Regions from separate parts of the Oryctolagus cuniculus genome. Here region 2 is linked to region 1. Evidence: chromatin contacts called from public Micro-C data. All regions are on one chromosome and are shown on one strand. Each heading gives the region's core, a stretch centred on a gene start, on an enhancer-like site or on the middle of the called end of the contact. The rest is flanking DNA. Distances are from core to core; before and after follow the strand shown.

Region 1 (4,536 bases), core at 1,393-3,892:
GAGGGCCACCCAGCTTGATGCCAGGGAGAAGTGCATCGTGTGGACTGGGCACTGGCAGCTGAGGACAGCAAGCTGCAGAGCAACTGATTCCCAGCCCAAGGTGGGGAAACCCAACCAACACTGGCCAGGTCCCCTTTGTCTGCACTTCACCCTGGGTGTGGATCCCATGCTCCCCACCCCCTGTTGAGCCCTTATTCTTGGCCTGAACAAGCAGGCACTGGGTTTGGCTGGCCACGGAGCGAGGCCACAGTGCTGGTGGCAACAGCCAGGCTCTGGCCGTGGTGCTGAGAGCTGCCCCCTCAGGCCTCTGCTGCTCCACTTGCCCTGAACTTCCTCCGCCTCCTTCCTGTGGTCCTGACCTCACGTTTCCAGGATGCTTGCAGCTACCATGAGAAGCGAACAGCCTGAGACACAGCTCAAGCTACTACGCCTTTCCGCCAAGGTGCCAGAGACAACATTTTTCAAATTCAAACCTCCACTGAGGGACAAAGAGCTCCAGGGCTCTGAACACCTTCACCCAGTCCTACAGAAATCCCATTCCTGCTGAACCCACCCGTGTGCCCTGTGCACCTTCAACTCAGGAAATCCGCACAAGTCTTCCTCCCGCCCGTGGCTCACACACCCGTCTAACAGCCTGCCTAAGGCAGGTGGCTAGTACCTTACCCTGTGTGCACACATGTGCACAGTTGCTCCTGTACCCACTGGCAGTGGTGGCTGCTTGGGTTCCCTGCTGGCTTTGGTCTAAGTTCCTGTTTCCTATCAGCAGTTGCACAACTCGGTGCACGGTCAGTCCCTGAGAACCCAGAGAGGTGTGGCTTCCACGTGCATCTCAGGACACAGCGAGGTGAGGGGTTAAGTGGAAGGAAACGGGGCAGTTCTGACAGGCCCTGTTGCAGGCACCATTCTCCTGGCACCAAACCTGCCCAGATCCCAAATGTTGGAGTGTGAGGCTGACGGAGCTCTCCAGGCTCCAATCCAGGCAGATGCAGCCACCCAGACTGCCAGTGAGCCTGGAGCAATGTTCCTTTCCTGAGCCTCTCTGGGTCGTAATCAGAAGACAGCATCTCATGCTACAGCCTTGGCTAAGTCCAGGGTGCCTTTCCCCATGGCCGCTTTTTTCTCCCTTGCACTTTCCTTAGGACCAAGCTTTGATTGAGCTGATCTTCCTATTGTCTGGAGGCTGGAGGAGCTGCTAGCTGAGAAGGTGTTGGGCCAGCTTAGAGCCAGCTCCATGTGCACCTGGGGGGTGGGGTGGGCTGAAGCGTCCACACCCACAGTCACGCACACACACGGCCAGGTCTCCGGCAGCCGGTATTGCTCGTGGAAGCTCCTGGCACCCTCATCTCAGTGCCCGTGTAGCCTACCCTCTGGCCTTCGGCCCTTGACTGAAAGCCAGACACCCCCCCCCCCAAACTCCATCCTCTTCTCTCTTTTTTTTTATGGCTTAGGAATCCGCCTCCTCCTATGATGAGAGCGCAAACAGGGGCTCCTCTTTAGGCCCCTTGCCTCCATCTCTCTCCAGCTACAAAGGCTAGAGTATGCATTTCTGGATTTGTGTACTGCTCATGTTCTGTGCCCCCAGCCTCTCCCAGCTTCTGCCACCTCCCTGCTCTCCTGAGGCCACCCTAGATTCACCCCTAGCCTCCTCCCAAAGAAGCCTGTCACCAGGCTCGGCTGCCGTTGCCACCGCACTGTCCCCCAGTTCAGTGTGGGAGGCGGCAGATTGAGAAGGCCTGCTGAGGGGCTGGAGCGGGAAATAGAACAGAGAGGACTTCCCATAACGTCCCATTTCAGAGGGAGAACACAGCATCAGTCTTGGCTGGCATGGGTGCCATGTGTTGCATTTTTCTCACAACAATTGTTTAGGAAGCCACTTTCTTGGTTATTGTCGTTTGTGTGTGAGGGGGAAAGGGAGGAGAAGGAAGAGGGGAATCGGCAGAAGCTGGGGAGGGGACAGTCCCTGGGCTCTGGAAACCTCATGTGAGAAACATTCTTTTCGTCTCTGCCAGACCCGTCTGCAGTGCCACAACTGCACCCCCCCCCACCCGCCGCTCTTCCCCTCCCTGCACGCCCAAAGTCCTCACCACAGGGGCTTCCCACTGCCCCACGACCCTTGACCTTGGTCTTGATGCTTTGCCTGGGATAACTGAGCCCTGCTTCCCATCTGAGCCAGAGCGCACCCCTCCTCATCTTGCCCGGCAGTCAAGGGAAGCCCGGAGCCAGGTAGCGCTGCCCCAGCCCCCCTCCCAGTCCAGCCGGGCTCCCGGACGCTACCCTAGCCAAGGCCACCGCCCTCGCGCCCTAGCCCCCACCCTCCGCTCCCCCAGCCTCGCTGAGACACAGCGGGCAGTGGCACTTACAGACCGGGAAAGGGGCCCGGGCCCCACGAGGCAGCGGCGGGGGTGGGGCGGCTGCAAGGACAGCGGCTCTGCCGCCCTGGATTCGGCACGTCCCAGGCTCAGGCCCAGCTCCAGCCGCTCTGCAGGCGCCCCTGCCCCGGCGGCGCATGGCCGAGAGCTGCGGGAGGCAGGCGCGGCGGCGGAGGCGCGGGGGCTCCCGGCCGCGCGCTGCTTCTCGGGGCTCTGAGCGGCTCCCAGCGCCGCCTTCTCGGGCGGGCACGGCCCGCAGTGACGTCAGCGCGGCTCCCCCCGCCCCCCCTCACCCCGACCAGTGCGGAACGGAGGGGGCGGAGGCGGGCTGCGAGGGGCACCCGCGCCCGCGCCCCGGCCCTTGCTGCGCTGCCCCGCTTGCCTCCCAGCCTTTCCCGGGGAATCGCGGCGCCCTCACCCCTTCCCCCATCGTTGCCCGGGCCGCCAGGCTCACCCAGAGCCACGGACCAACTAGCGCGGAGGTGGTGGTGAGCAATGGGTAGGAAGCCTCCCTGGCAGCTCCAGGCTAAGGAACTCGGGTTGCCTCGGGAAGAATGAGACCGGAGGGGACGAGGGGCATCTGCACTCTGGGCCAAAAGGGAGTTATTTTTCCCCCTCCCCTAAATGTTTGTCAGGCTGAAGGTATCTACGTTAGGGGTTCGGTCCCGGGGTCCCTATGTGAGCTCCAAGGGGATCTATTACCTCGGGAAAGCGTGTGCCGTTCGGAGCTGGGTATGCCCTCCAGGCTGGGTCCTGCTTCTCCAAGACCCAGAGACGCCCCCCCCCCCACTCCACACGCACAGCAGGGCTGTGCACCTACAAACGCATGGTGCCGACGGCGCCCCAGAGCCGCTGTCCAAATGCTGAATCCGGCCTCTCCCAGGCCAGCTTGCGACTCCAGCTGTCCACTGCTCGGCGCGGCCCACTGCAACCTTCAAAGGGCTCCGGGGCACAGAGCGCGCAGCCCGGGAAACTTTGGTGCTTCAGGATGAAACCGGAAAGCTCCAGGAAAGGGGGCGGGAGGCCAGGGGGAGGCGGGAGCCGAGAGGCAGGCGGACTGGCGCTCCTGCCCCGCCGGACCACCGTCCTCCCAACGCGCCCTGGCGGCTCGCCTCGGGTCCCCTCCGCCCGGGGTGTGTTTCTCCCACCGCCGCAGCAGGGGAGGTCCTTCGGCTGAACTTGTCAGCGGGTCTCATCATCCATCACGGGCCAGACAGACAGGCCAAGTTCACGAGCAACGCTGTTAACCCCTTGCAAACCGGACGCCTGCCGCAGGACAGAGCCGCCAGGCCAGAGAGCGCTGATTCCAGAGGCACCGTTTGCAAAAGCCAGGGCGGCCGCCTTGGCTGACTGCTGACTTTGTCATTTTATTTACTCGTTGGTTCTCCACAGCCTCTCCAGTTCCTTCTTTTCTAACTTATTTCTACATCACTCTGCTTTTCTAAGTATCTTTCCTTTTTCTCATTTTGTGATGGTGCCCAGTGTGGAAAAAATATAAGAGATAAAAATAACTGGTATCCATTTTTACACCTATAGGTCTAACTTTAAAAGAAAAAAAATATCATTAGAAGAATCTAATGGTTTGTGGTGTACAAGGAGAGAAAGGAGAAGGGAGGGGAGGGGCAAAGGCTATGAATACAGAATATCCGGGGTTTCTCAACTGCTTGGGGGAAAAGGGGGGACTCTGACAGAGTTCTGAGGGGGAGATCTGCTGGGAGTCCTGCTAAGGAGACCGGGTGACATGGAGAGAGGGCTGGACACAGGGACCCAGAGAGAGACTGTGCGCAGAATCTCTGGTGGGAAACCAGGGCAGGGCCCAGACAGTCCCCCACCCCTGCTTCCCCCCCACTGGTCTCTATCCCAGCCATCAAAGTGCAAGGAAGGCTTGTCCCAGCCTCCCCGGTCAGACCACCTCCCGGGCGGCTTGACCGCTCCGTGCTGGGGGCGGGGAGTCCCTGCCCAGGCAAAGGCTTGCCCTGCCGGGAACCCCAGCCTTCCCGCGGTCTGCCAGACTTGGGCCACTCTCGCCCCTCCCCCCACTTCCTATTGAATTCCTGGCGTCTGGTAGCTGGCGGCAACCGGGGCGACCTACCAACTTTTCCCCTGGGCATTTTCTCGCCCCCTTCACCGCCCAGTGCTTTCTTTTCTTCTCCCAGCGCTCCTTTTG
Region 2 (4,536 bases), core at 1,321-3,820, 110 kb before region 1:
CACACTGGGCTTTCCCAGCGGGCTCAGCAAAACCTCCCAGAATCCTCTTGTGCGCACTTTACAACTCCTGCCAACTGAATGTTTCACGTGACTGCCTCGCCGCTGTTCTCTCCCGGCAAGGCTCCCGCCGCGACCTTGCTGTGCCTGAGGACAGAGGGGACGGCGGTGGTCTCCGCGGCTTGCGGTCTGCACGGTGATCACAAGGTGGCGCTCGCCACACACTATTTGCAGCTCCTGGCTTGCTCCCACAGCTCCAGTTCCACCGGGGACACACTGCCTGCCTGGGACAGGGCCCTCAGAGTTGCTTCCCCTCTCTGCAGATGCACGAAGAGAAGAGTAGCAGTCCTGAGGACCACACACACAAGCCCTCGGTTCCCACAGAACCTGTGGAACAGCCTACATCTTCAGCAACTTTGGCACCCTAAGGTCCCAGGGCAGGGGAGAAGCAGGTGAGCATGGGTTTGGCTTGGGGGGATGATGGGCAGGTTCTCCCAGCAGGAGCCCAGCTCTCAGAATCAGATGCCACCAGCAGAGCGATGCAAAGCAAGCGTTCAGAACTGAGGATGTGAGCTGAGGGGAGGGAGCACACTAGGGTTGGCAGAAAGGGCCTCGGGGCAGACAGGGCAGACACAGGCATATGCAGAAGGCAGGCTGGACACGAGGGAATAGAGAGAACTTTTTGTTTTAAGTTTTATTTTAGGGGCTGGCGCCTTGGCGCAGTGGGTTAAAGCCCCAGCCTGCAGCACCCGCATCCCATATGGGTGCAGGTTTGAGTCCTGGCTGCTCCACTTCTAATTCAGATCTCTGCTAATGCACCTGGGAAAACAATGGAGGATGGCCCAAGTCCTTAGACTCCTGCACTCACTTGGGAGACCTGGAAGAAGCTCCTGGTTCCTGACCTTAGATTGGCTGTTCTAGCCATTGCAGCTAGCAGATGGAAGGCCTCTCTCTCTCTGTAACACTTTCAAGTAAATAAAATCTTTTTTAAAAAGCAACAGCTGGGGCTGGGCCAGGCTGAAGCCAGGAGCTTCATCCGGATCTGCCACATGGGTGCAGGGGCTCAAGCACTTGGGCCATCTTCTGCTGCTTTCGCAGGTGCATTAGCAGGGAGCTGGATTGGAAGTGGAGCAATCAGGACTCGAACCGATGATGCCAGCATTGCAGGCAGTGGCTTAACCCACTATGCCACACAGCAGCCCCACGTGGGAACTCTTAAAAGCTCATTGAAAAATGAAATGAAAAGGTGTTTATTTTGATGCAAAAAATTTGGAAATCCATGCATATATGGAGTCTTCAAAAAGTTTGTAGAAATGGAGTAGCCAGGAATAGAACCGGTGGGTATGTGGGATGCTGGCACCACAGGCAGAGACTTAACTTACACACCACAGCGCTGGCCCTTCCCCCTTTTTAAATAGACAAGAAATTAAGGCCAAGAGAGATTCCGGCTCTTCAAGGCCACACAGCTGGCAAGTGGAGGGAGAGGGGTCTCTGCAGGTCACTGTCATTTTTATTGTTATTTGACCTCGTTGAAGGCCACAGCTGGGTTGGGAGCAAGAGGCTGGGTGCCAAGGCAGGAGAGGACGTGGGATTCTAGGGAGAGGAAAGCGAGGCTGTGGCTAGTCCCTTCCCACCCAGGAGAGCCCACGGAACACCAAGGCTGCCAGACCCCGGCAGTGACCCGGTGCTGTCGGCTTCTCCTTGCAGGCTCGACTGTTCCAGGCTACGCTGACCTAGCGGGGGACTCAAGACCAAGTGGGCAGCACCCTGCCTGCTGACGGGGCCCAGAGCGCCTCCCCTCTTCCCCCTGTATGATCCCAGGTGGGGAAGGAGGGCTCGGCAGCCAACCAAGGGGGCATCCAAGCCACGATGCGGCTGCGGCAGGGCAGTCCCGAGTGGGGCCTTGGTGGCCACACTGCCGAGAAAAGCAGGCCTGGTGTGCACCTGCACCCTGGCCGGAGACAACTGAACCAGCAGCCGCCACTCCCTGGGCTGGCACCCCCCATGCCGCTCAGTGCCTTGGAGGTGGCCGCCTCATGAATAAACATCCCTGTTGTAAAATGCGTGTGATGCTCCAACAGGGAGAAAATGACCCCAGGGGCCTGGCCTCCTGACCCTCCCAGGGTGCTGAATCTGGCGCCCCCGCAGGGGCTCCGCTGGGATCCCTCAGCTCACAGTAACTGTTCCAGAACCACCCAGACCCTCCTGAGATGGCTGCCAGCACGGCTGTGCCCTCCACTCGGCCACGCTCCGCGGGGTGGGTTCCTTCGGGCCCGTGTCCCCTCCTCCGGCCCTGTCTCTCCTTCCTCGCCCTGCCCACGTGGTCCCCGCCCTCAGTGGTCGCACAGTCTTGGGGCAAACCACACAAGCAGAACCCACACAACCCTAGCAGGTGTGGCCGGCGGAGAGGCAGCCTGTGCCCGGCTGGCTGCCCAAAGCGGGGCCACCTGGGATGCGCGGGTCAGCTTTGCGCCCTTCTGGTCCCGGGCGCCGCGGGCAGGACTGGCGTAGCGAGAACGGGCCCGGAACCGGGAGCTTGGGCGGAGCAAAGGCTCCTGGGAAGCAGGGGCGCTTAGGGAGGCGGGGGCCGCCGCCTCAGGCCACGCCCCCTCCCACCCCGCCCCTCGCGAGTCCCGCCCAGCGGGGGCGGGGCGTCGAAATGCAACCTTTTCATGTCCCCGCGGTGGAACACCCCTCATTTTCCATGCTGGGGAAAGACAAAAACCCTTTACGACCTGTTTCTGGAACTTGTCAGCAGCTGCCAAGAGGAGCTTGTTAATTAAACGTCGGCAGAGATGGAAGCCGGAGGCCGCAGCTCTAATTGGACAGTTTGCTCCGCCGGATTGAAAAACATTGTGACAAAGGAGGAGGGGCGCGGCGGGGCGCGGGCGGCGGCTTTGATGTCGGCCGATCCCACCCCGCCCGGCGCGAGGCGCCCCAAGGCCGCCGCTGTTCGCGCGCCAAGGCCAGGTCTCGAGGCTCCGGGCGGGGGTCGGGGGCGGAGGGCCGGGCCCTCCCAGACCACGTGACCCGGATCCTGGAGTGGACGCCGCGGGGGCGGTGAGGCAGGGGTCCCGCAGTCGCCCCGCCTCCGGGCAGTGTCCGGGCTGCACCCAGAGTCCGGCCCAGCCCCTCCGTGGGGGACCCGCGTTGTGTCAGCTCTTCCAGCTGTTGGCAACTGCGGGGGGCGGGGGGGGGCTTCGCACTTGGACTGCCTTGCAAACCCTGGAGTGGCCGCCACCCAGAGATTGCCCCCTCCAGCCCTGTGTGTTTGGTGGCTGTGCCCAGGCCTCCCTCTTGTTCCCAACTCAATTATGGTGCCTCCCTCTTGTTCCCAACTCAATTATGGTGACAGCAGCCACGCAGTGGGCACTGACCGCCCCAAGTCATTCTCCCCGCAGCCTGGACCGAGAGGCTGTAGCCTTCCCATTTTGCAGGTGAGGAAACACCCAGAGAGGCTAAGTAAGGCATTCAAGGTCACAGGCATTACCAAGGATGGTGCTATGGTGAGGCTCATTCCATGTTCCCTGCCCCCGGCTCCTGGCCGCAGATGGTTTTAGGAAAGGGCGGGCTTCCTAACTGGAGAATACGGCCAGGCTGGGGAGTCATGCAGGGGGGACCCCCACAACATGTTCTGCATCCCTGTCATGTGTCCCCAACCCTCACCTCCAGGGTAGGGGGTGGCTGGCTAACCTGCGGGGCCTCTGTGTTTGCGGTGACTCCAGCTTTGAGCCCACGCGCCCCTGAGCCCGAGCTACCACCCAGGGGTGCTGCACTTGGGGTGAAAGGCCAGGCTGGGCGGGTTCCAGCCAGGAGCAAGTATGGGAAAAGGAGCCACTGAGGCTCAGCCCAGGGATTAGGCGCTGCAAACGGCGGGAGGAGGGCTGAGCTGAGTTCCCAAGCGGGGAGCAGCCTCTGCCTGGTGGCGTCCAGGCCACCTGCTGGGCCTAATCCCCCTGGGAGCTGTGGCCCAAGGAGCCCCAGGATTACGGCCACGCCCGAGCCACCCCCAGAAGAATGGGGGCGCTCTGTGTGCGACCACCCTGCTGTGTGTTTGGCTGTGTCGGCCCTGGGTGTCTGAGGCATGGAGAGTGGGGCCTGGGGCAGCAGCTGGGACAAGTTGGAGGTTTCTGTAGGGGTGAGGCATGGTGAGGAAGTGGCGGCCGCCTCCAGCAGGCCCACGTGGGTGCTGTGAGAGCATGTGTGTGTGTGTGCGAGTGTGTGCTCACGCACCGGGCCGGTGCTCGAGAACAGCCCTTCAGAACGGCTGGAGGGGCTCGGCAAATTGTAATCAGATTAACGGGACCAATCACTTAGGGCTCTCGAGAAGGCCAGGAGGTTTCTAATCAGCCTGAGCAACCGGCCCCCAACCCCCCTCCCACTACCACTCACAAAGCTCCCAGTGGGAGCCGCCACTGGGGGGCGGGGGGGGGGGCCACGTTCTTCCCACTCTGTCTCTCCGTAATTACTTCAATTTGCTAGCCTGTGGCCCATTCATGTGGTAATGTGGGAACCCACAGGCCTCCTGCCTGGGAACAT

Evidence for each region. A called contact is a pair of places that touch in the nucleus more often than the background predicts.
Region 2: a contact with region 1 is called in a Micro-C map of ear pinna, with 16 times the contacts expected there. The contact joins two enhancer-like sites. A contact is called at or near these places in 2 of 6 Hi-C or Micro-C datasets (ear pinna and an unstated tissue).

What each region holds. Positions count from the first base shown.
Region 1 is chr12:99,491,532-99,496,067 of mOryCun1.1, reverse strand. No RefSeq gene overlaps it. Among named protein-coding and RNA genes, the nearest start is that of TRNAR-UCG, 28 kb to the right of the region's middle. Within about 2 kb of position 2,642, at least 1 of the 8 cell types and tissues checked has an H3K27ac peak or open chromatin away from gene starts, as enhancers often do.
Region 2 is chr12:99,604,040-99,608,575 of mOryCun1.1, reverse strand. RHCG (Rh family C glycoprotein) reads left to right here. Exons shown (of 11, transcript NM_001082729.1): 10 at 321-449; 11 at 1,705-2,058. The coding sequence ends at 425. Among named protein-coding and RNA genes, the nearest start is that of RHCG, 22 kb to the left of the region's middle. Within about 2 kb of position 2,570, at least 3 of the 8 cell types and tissues checked have an H3K27ac peak or open chromatin away from gene starts, as enhancers often do.